Linked DNA regions of Sus scrofa: region 2 is linked to region 1. The links are chromatin contacts, called in public HiChIP or PLAC-seq maps. All regions are on one chromosome and are shown on one strand. Each heading gives the region's core, a stretch centred on a gene start, on an enhancer-like site or on the middle of the called end of the contact. The rest is flanking DNA. Distances are from core to core; before and after follow the strand shown.

Region 1 (4,746 bases), core at 362-2,861:
AGTTCTGACCAATGGAATGTATGTAGAAGGACCTTTAATGCTGGGAACCTGCCCTTAAAAGGAGGATGTGTGCTTCCTTCTCCTTCTTCCCTTCCTACTTTGCAGGAAAGTAGGCTCAATGGTGAGCCATCTCTGAGAGTGTTTGCAAGGACATCATTCTAGATGCACCGGAAGGAGCTTGGACCCCGAAGGGTTCTCCTGAGAACAGCTTAGATTTTTTCATTGGAGAGAGATACAAATGTCCATTTTTTAAACTGCCCATTTAAAATCTTTTACAATTGTGGTAAAATATGCATAATACAAAATTTACCATCACAGCCATTTTAAATGTACAGTTTAACAATGTTAAGCATATATGTATTGTTATGCAACCAATCTCCACAACATTTTTATTTTGCAGAACTGAAACTTGACTCTGATTCAAACACAACTCATTTTCTCCTGCACCCAGCCTCTGACAGCTACTGTTTACTTTCTAAGAATTTAACCAGTCTTGATATCTCATTAAAAAAATCATATAGTATATATATTTTTTTACTAGATTATTTAATTGAGCATAACTTTCTCAAGGTTCATCCATTTTTTTTAGCACATATCAGAATGTTTCCTTTTTTTTTTTTTCTCCAGAATGCACCCAAGGCATGCAAAAGTTTCCCAGCCAGGAACTGAACCTGTGCCATGGTAGTGACAGTGCCAAATCCTTTACTGCTAGGCCACTGGGAACTCTATAATGTTTCCTTCTTAAGACTGAATAGTATTTCATTACATTATGCCTTTTGTTTATCCATTCATCCATCTATAGATACTTGGGTCTCTTCTACCTCTTATGCCATTTTAAGCCATTTTTTGGACCTCTATAGAGAAGCTAAAATTATATCCTGACTAGGTGGCTTTTAAGCTTAAAAAAATGTAGTTCCCAATTGCAAATGCATATTACTTCATGACTCAGGAAAAATAACAAAAAATAAAAAACAAAAAATATACACACATATAAACCATGCTCTTATGTATATATATAAGGAAAGAAAGAAATTTTCAAGACTTAAAAAAACTTAACTTGGTGTTCCCTTTGAGGCTTAGTGGAAACAAATCTGACTAGCATCCGTGAGGTTGCAAGTTCAATCCCTGGCCTCGCTCAGTGGGTTAAGGATCCAGCATTGCCATGAGCTGTGGTGTAGGTTGCAGACATGGCTCGGACCCTCATTGCTGTGGCTGTGGTGCAGGCTAGCAGCTACAGCTCCAATTTGACCCCTAGCCTGGAAACCTCCTTATGCCGTGGGTGCAGTCCTAAAAAAGACAAAAAAAAAACAAAAAACAAAAACCCAAACAGAAAAATTTAACTTTAGTATATAGGAAGCACTCTGCCCTTTCTAAAATAATTTATGTTAGGAAAATGTTGTACTTGATCTACTAAATTGGCTTTATATCTTATTAATAAAATGTTACCCTCAGTTTGAAAAACTGTTTTCTAGTGATCCTGTCCTTGATCTACTCAAAGAGTTCTGAGACCCGGGGAAAGAAACACGGTTCTAACAGCCACTGTCCTGCAACGGACTGCAGCCCGTGAGGCAGATATTTCAATGATGTGTGAAGTAAAGGATGAGTAAAGTAAGGGAGGGACATTAGGTCATCTCTAGAGGAAGGAAGTGCTCATAATTTCCTAAAAGACAGGGAAAACATCTTAGAGGTGGTTGTGTTTGAGCCAATTCTTTAAGGATAGCTAGTGGTTTACTGTGTAAAGAAATTATGGAAATACATCTTGTATTATCCTTCCAGGGAAAAGCAGGTGTGATGGCCAAAAGGCACAGATTAGGGCAGTGCAAAGTAAACACCATTAGATTTAGTGGGGCCACCATGCAGGGTGAGAAGACTTGAGGCTGGACAGGCAAAAAGAGGCAGATCAGAGAATGTGATATAATAGATGAGGGTGTTTGAACATTGTCCACAGGGTGATGGAAGATATGACTTAAAAGGAGGGGAGGCTGTGCCCAGATTTCATATGTGAGTGGAAGGGCTCTTTCCTGGAACTCAGAACAACGTCAATGGCCTTCACTGTTGCCCCCATGGAGTCTACTTTCCTGAGGGCAGGGATATGTTGTATGTGTGTTATGTGGACCCATCACAACCTGTCCTACCTGTCTCCCTGCCCTACCAGGCTAGCCTCTGGCCTCACCTCTAGAGCAGTGTGTTCCAGAAGACCCCATCCTGACCTGTCCAGACCCTTCCACTGACATGGATTTTGGGGTACAGGGCCATGTAGAGCAGACCCTAGTGCAGTGTCATCAAAGTTGTCTCAGTTCCAGCAACAAAGAGGTCCAGGGTGGTAAAGATGAGGTTTTCGTCATGGAAACTTGAAGTAACATCACCCTTATGCTAGAAAGTAAAATGATTATTGGTTTGTTCACACAGATCTTGGTTGTCACAACACGTTGGGGGGTCATCCTAGAGAGAACGTGGAAGGAGAGACCCTGGAGAAATGGACTTTCCCTTTGGCCATCGCAGGAGGCATAGGCTCATTACTGCAATATCATTAGCATCCCCCAGCCCCAAGTGCTGGAAGCTTTTGTTACCTTTGGTGGATGAAAATCAAGGCAATTATTTTTAAGCCATAATCTGGGAAAATCTATTAGTACTCCTGAAAAAGAGTCTTGGGTGCCAGTATTATTATTATTACTCACCTCATTCACTATTTGTATGACTTGAAAAAGTTACTATACTTCTCTGTGTTTCAGTTCTATGACCATAAAATAGAAATAACAATACTCACCCTTAAGATGCTATCATGAATTAGGAGAGATAGAAAGAGCATGTGCAAATCCTCAACGAATGTTTATATTGATACCAAAAAGAACAAACTGCATTTCTCTAAAGTGCAACAATTCACACATCCCCTTGTTAATCTTTTCCTTTCTAGTTTAAAGTTCTCTGATCCCAACAGCCTTTCCTCATGGCACTGCAGCATCTCTACCACCTTCCTGAAGAAGCTTCAAGGCATCCACATTCCTATTTGTGTGGTCCCTCACCTTCATGCCTCATAACAAGTGATGTCTCCTCTTCAGAGGAGAAGTCAGTGCTCCCATTAATGTTATGCCAATAAGGTGAAATAAGAGAGCAGGTATAAAGAAATAAAAATTCTCCCAACTTGAGGAGAAGGAACAAATAATCTGATGGGTCAAAGATGATGAATCTGATGCAGTGATAGGTATTCACCAGAGGGGTTACTGTGGTAAAGGCTAAACATTCAGTTTGGTATTTTTCCTGCTTCTTTCCTATTATATAGGAAAGCAGATGATATGGGGATGAAAAAGGAAGTCAAAATCCCTCCCCTGTGACAGTAAACTCTGGCATCTGACTCAGCTTTACTTCTATTCTGAACTGGGGAGCTGGGGGAAGGGGTAGGAAACTGGGAACAGGTCCAAGTGGTAATGAAATAATGCTTGTATTTCCCTTTGTGTGAAACTCCTTCAGACATGGGCAGAGGGTAAAGAAGAGATTACGAAAAGGCTGTATGTAGGCTTTCCTAAGACCTCGAGCCAAATGATGTTAAATTTCAACCTTTATTTCTAATTGTCTCATCAATTCTGAATTAATGTTTTTCTACACTCTATTTTTTACCCCTGTGGCAGGCTGAAGACCCACAAGGATGTTCATATTCTAATCTCTGGAATCGGAGCCTGGTATCTCACATAGCTGAAGAAACTTCGTAGATATGATTAAGGATTTGATATGGGAAGTTTTTTTTTAGATAATCCCAGTGGGCCCAATATAATCCCAAGAAGCTTCAAAAGAGGGAAGCCAAAAGGTCATTAAATAGATGTGAGGATGGTGGCAGAAAAGATGCTACATCAATGGCTTTGAAGACAGAGGAAGGGGCCCTCAGTCAAGGAGTGCAGGCAGCCTCTAGAAGCTGACTGTCAATCAATGGGTTCTCCTGTATATCCTCCAGAAGAAGCAGCCCTGCCAATATCTTGGCTCCAACCCAGTGAAACTGCTTTCAGACTTCTTCCAGAATTATAAAAGTATAAATTTGTGTGGTTTTAAGTGCCCAAGTCTGTGGTAATTTGTTACAGAAGCAATAATTAACTAGAATACCCTCATTTGCTCTTTAAGGTCAAAATTCAGGAAATAACTCTGGCTTCCTCACCTTTTCTATTTCCTGGAGGTAAGCATCAATGAAGTCTCTTGCTTCAGCAGGATTCCAATCTCTCCTGTGGTTTTCAATCATATGGGCAACAAACATTTTCAGTTTCTCCCAATTACTGAAGAGGGTTTGGTGGGGTCCAGGAAGGAATTTCATTATCCATGGAGAGCTGATTGAGAAAAACAAGACAATTGCAGAGACAAGGTGGTGTCAGTTTTCCACTTTTGAAGACAAAATCAGTCATCTCTGACTCCAGAGGTGGGCATGGCCCACTGCCACTGGGGATCCCTGAACAAGAACCACTTTCAGCCCCAACCACCTCAGAGGGCACAACAGAGGAGGACATTGTGACAAACACCATCTTTTGTTGCTCTCTCACCCCTGGGAGCACACTGGCCCTGCTTGCTGCCACTGCTGAATGCTCTGGTCAGTGCCCACACACTTGAACTCTGTCACTTCCCAGGAACCTGCAACTAGGAGCAACCTGTGCAGCACCTCCTGTGTAGGCTAAGTGAGACAGGATGCTTCTTGCATGGTCTGCAGATGGCAGGGGCAAGCCTCTGCAGTTACACTGACTCCAGAGGTGGGTGTGGCCCACTACTGCT
Region 2 (4,926 bases), core at 1,784-4,283, 61 kb before region 1:
ACAGATTGGGGGAAAAACTGTAATAGCAGTTATTTCTCAAACAAGGGAGTTCCCTTTGTGGTGCATTGGAAGTGAATCCGACTGTTATCCATGAGGATGCGTTTGATCCCTGGCCTTGCTCAGTGGGTTGAGCATCCTGCGTCACAGACACCGCTCAGATCTAGCGGTTGCTGTGGCTGTGGAGTAGGCCAGCGGCTACAACTCTGATTAGACCCCCTAGCCAGGGAACTTCCGTATGCCATGGGTGCAGCCCCAAAAATGAAAAAAAAAATTTTTTTTTTCTCAAACAAAATGTAAGGGAGTTTGTTACTAGTAGACTGGCCTTAACAAGAAATGTTTAAGTTCTTCAGAAGGAAGGAAAAAGTACAGGTCAGAAATGCAGACCTAAATAAGGAAGGAAAGCACATTAGAGAAAAATAGATACACAAAAGTTCTTACTTTCTTTTTCTTAATTGATCTGAGTTTGTTCAAAATAAGAAAAGCAGCAATGTATTTGGTGGTTATAGCTTGTAGATAAGTGACACACATGATACAAGTTTGGAAGGGACAGAGGGAAGGAATTAGGGAAATTATTGTAATAACAAAGCACCTTCACTACGAGTGAAGCAGTTTAGTGCTATTTGAAAGTGGATTTGAATCAGGTGGAAATGTGTACTGTGAACTGCAGGGCAACCACTTAAGTTTTGAATAAAGGAAGGGTTGGCATGCTAGGACAGAAGAGAAAATGAAGTTATACAAAATAATTGAAAGGAGAGTAGAGAGAAAAAGTAAAAGACAAAGAAAAATCAAGAGTAATGAGTAGAAAACAGAAATGAACATGGTACATAATAATCTGTATCAATAACCACATTAACCATTGGTTTAAATGCACTAATTAAAAGACAGTGTCTGTCAGAGTGGACAAAAAAACAAGACTACTTTCAGATTATTATTAGTGTATAGAAACACAATTTTTTATGTTGATTTTGTATCCTGCAACTTTGCTGAATTCATTTATTAATCCTAACAATTTGTGTGTGTGTGTAATCTTAACCAAGAAGGCAATAGACTTCTACACTGAAAATGATAAAATACTGTTGAACACAATTAAAGAAGACACAAATACATGGAAAGATAGCCCACGTTCATGAATTGAACATTTAAAAAAGTATCCATTGTTAAGTGAGTGAAATTCCTATCAAAATCCCAAAGGCACTTTTTACAGGAATAAAATTATACAGAAAATATAATCCTAAAATTCATATGGTATCACAAAGGACCCTGAATAGCCAAAACAATCCTGAGAGAGAAGAGCAAACCTGGAGGCTTCACACTTCCTTCTATGAGTTGTCTGTTTTTGATACTTTGGGAAAGCGGAATCATTAACATTTCTCCTGTGGCTGGCGTATATCACTTAGCATATTGTCCTCAAGGTGCCTCTATATTGTAGCATATGACAAGATTTCCTTCTTTGTGGCTGAAGAATAGTTCGTTGTATGTATAGTCCACATTTTCTTTATCCATTCATCCCTTAATGGACATTTAGTTTGTTTCTACCTTTTGGCTTTTTATAAACAATGCTGCAATGAACATGGAAATGAAAACCTCTCTTCAAGATTCTGATTTCAGTTTTGGATAAAAGCCCAAGAACTTGGATTGCTGGATCTTAAGGTAGTTCTATTTTCAATTTTTTGAAGAACCTCCATGGTGTTTTCCATAGTGGCTGCCCCATTTTACATTTCCACCAACAGTGCAAAAGTGTTCCAATTTCTCCACACTGCTGGTTGCCAGGGATTGGGGGAAGGAGGAAATGGGACAACTTCTTTTCAATTGGTAGAGAATTCCAGTCATGCCAGGATGGAAAATTTCTCAGACCTTGTGTACCACATTGTGCTCATAGATAACAGTGTTGTACTATACACTTAAAAACTTTGTAAAGCACGTAGATCTTATGTTATTTGTTTTCTAATCACATACAAAATATACACACAAAAAGATCTGACCCTATGTTGCTTAGAGAACCACTTTAAACATAAATACACAGATATATTGAAATTAAAAGGATAGGAGATTATTCCATGCTAACACCAATCAAAAGGAAGCTGGAGTAGCTGTGTTAATTGCTGACATCAGAGCAAGAAAAATTATCATGGATTGAAAAAGGGCACAACATAGTGATAAACAGTCAATCCTTAAAACATAGCGATCTTGTAATGTGTATGCACCTAACAGAGCTTCAAACACATGAGGTAAAACTGGTAGAACTGAAAGGAAAAATAGATGAATTCATTGTTATAAAGGCTTGAATAGCCCTCTACCACCAACGGACAGAAACAGGAGGCGGAAAATCAGTTGAACCAAACAGCACCATCAATCAATTGGATCTGGTTGATATTTAGGAATTCATCATCCAACAAAAGCAGCACAAAAATTTTTCTCAAGCTCATGAGGAACAGTTACCAAAATAGATCACATTCTAACATAAAACACACTATCAAATATCAGTACACAAATAAAATTATGCTTTCATAATACAACGGAATTAACTGGAAATCGATAACAGAAAGATAGGTAGAAAACTTCAAATTATTTGGAGTTCCTGTAGTGGCTCAGTGGTTAACAAACCCGACTAGTATCCATGAGGACGAGGGTTTGATCCCTGGCCTCGATCTGTGGGTTAAGAATATAGTGCTACCTTGAGCTGTGGTGTAGGTCACAAACGCAGCTCAGTTCCCATGTTGCTGTGGCTGTGGTGTAGGCCAGTCTCTACAGCTCCGATTCAACCCCTAGCCTGGGAACCTCCCTATGCCTGGGGTGCAGTCCTAAAAAGACACAAAGACGAAAACAAGCTAACAATCAAACAAAAACTTCCAACTACTTGGACATTAAACAACATACTGTTCTCTTGCACGAAGTAGCATCATGGAGGGAGGGCCCTGGTAGATTGGGGTGGGTGTGGTGGGGCTGGAGGCAGTGGTGTTGAAGGAGGGGCACGTGGTGTCTAGAGAAGAGTTGGCTGCACCCTACTGACCTCGCCTGCAGAGCTTCCAGTTCTATAACTGGGTTGAGCAATGAAGCTACATCAGCTAGTTTAGGAAGTTATATAAATTGTGTACTTACTGGCTGACGCCATGTGATGACAAATGAATCTTCTTGGAAGTGCATGTAGCAAGAGGGAAGTTTGTTCCCTAAGAGTGACCAGAAAAGGGATGGGCCTGCCCTACTGAAAATTCGTTCAGAGACAAAAGGAGTAGTTTACAGAGTGGAAGAGAGGGTGGGGGTAGGAATAAAATTACTCTGTCCCTTGCAGTCTACTAAGTCCCCTGCCATCAATCTGCTTACAGAGATAGGATCACATGTTTGGATTTATACCCTCATCACCAGAGTGTGGTTTCTGCCTGCAGACACATGTATCTGAGGGAGAAAACAAAGGCTTGAGGGCTAAATGCTTAGCTGATAGTCACAGTCAGGAATTGAGAAGAGACAAACCCAAGACCCTGGACACTCCTTCCCAGTGCCTCCCCTTCCCTCTTGGTAGCTTAGCAACAAGCAGCTTCAGTTGGCTCCAGGGGAGAACAGGTAGAGCACTGGGGTTCCCTGGTCTAACATAGAAACCCAACCAGGAAGCTATGTCCTTGTCACTTAGTTACTTGCCAGCCCTGCCTCCTGTCTGTAAACATACAGGGCTCTGGGAGGTGGCCCCTCTGCTGGAGCCTCTCCCTGGAGCATGTGGTCCAGCCACGCCCAACCTGGACACACTCTGTACAACTTAGGATCTCCCGAGTGCCCTGCTCCTCAGCTGCTTGTAGGTCTTCCACCTCCAACCTGATGTGACACTGACACTGCAGCATGGGCTTGTCTGTCTCAGCAGGATACAGGTGGAGGAGAGACCCACCGCCTGGGTTGCTTTGTGGTAAAAATCTGTGCCTTGTCCATGATGCCACAGAACATGTCATGTGCTGACACACTATGTGTCACACAAAGGAAGAGAGAGAGGGGCTCTGGAGCGTCCAAAATAGATGAGGAATAAGAGAGCAACAAAATACAGCTAAGAATTATTTTACACTTGGATGGAAATACATTTTAGAGTTTCTCCAATGAACTTTGAAAAAGGAAAAAGACATTTTACATGACCAGAAATTTCAACTACTCCCAGTCATGTCTGCAAGCTTTCTGGTTTATTGTGGTCACACTCTACTTGGCTCTGGGTTCAGTTGCATCTATTAGGTCAGGATGAGTGCCAGGGGTTTTCCATCTATTCCACAGGGAGTAGATAAATGCCTTCCCTTCAGGAACCAATGAAAATGTGCAGCAGAGGAGAAATGGAACTCAGAGATGGCTTAACAAAGCCCTTCATTTTATAGATGAGGAGACTGAGCATATAATGGAAAGTAATTTGGCCAATTTATCAGTCTCCAACGTGGATGATTTGACCGCGGGAGAAAGAAGACAAGATCTCAGATGTTACAGAAGTTCAAGGCCTGATTTGATTGCTTTTATTCTAGAAATATCATTTGGGGTGCTTTCTAGAGTTGCAACTTCCCAGGAGTTTACAAAGGAAGTAGATGTTGCTGGGCATCTGAGGTTTCACTTTATTGTCTAGACCAAATGTCCTCCCACAGTTTAGGAAACAAACCACTTACCAGACATTCTCTTGGCTCTCCCTGACAAGTTCAGACTACTTCCAGCCAAACACAAACACATTCTTTCTCCCTTCTACATTCCCTTCTTCCATTCCTATTTCTATATCTTTTTTTCCATTGAATTGGCTTTCCTATGAATCCCAAGTAAGAGGAAAGAAAAGCCTCGTGTCCTCATGGCTCATTTGGTTCTGAGCTACTTCAATTCCTTAGGTCTAACTGCCTTCAGGAAAAGGATCTTCTACAAAGTTTACTCCAGTTTACCAGATTTGTGTGTATTCATATTGGTGTTGGCAACAAAACCCCA

Evidence for each region. HiChIP or PLAC-seq counts read pairs in DNA pulled down with a chosen protein or histone mark.
Region 2: an H3K27ac HiChIP or PLAC-seq map of alveolar macrophages shows a contact between it and region 1. The contact joins two enhancer-like sites. A contact is called at or near these places in 7 of 47 Hi-C or Micro-C datasets (alveolar macrophages, blood, mesenteric adipose tissue and 4 more) and 1 of 2 datasets of contacts at active chromatin or transcription factors (alveolar macrophages).

The regions. Positions count from the first base shown.
Region 1 is chr6:152,401,301-152,406,046 of Sscrofa11.1, reverse strand. It overlaps the pseudogene LOC100525291. Among named protein-coding and RNA genes, the nearest start is that of CYP2J34, 65 kb to the left of the region's middle. Within about 2 kb of position 1,611, at least 1 of the 83 cell types and tissues checked has an H3K27ac peak or open chromatin away from gene starts, as enhancers often do. A contact at or near this core is called in alveolar macrophages, where this site is marked.
Region 2 is chr6:152,463,343-152,468,268 of Sscrofa11.1, reverse strand. No RefSeq gene overlaps it. Among named protein-coding and RNA genes, the nearest start is that of CYP2J34, 3.1 kb to the left of the region's middle. Within about 2 kb of position 3,033, at least 8 of the 83 cell types and tissues checked have an H3K27ac peak or open chromatin away from gene starts, as enhancers often do. A contact at or near this core is called in alveolar macrophages, where this site is marked.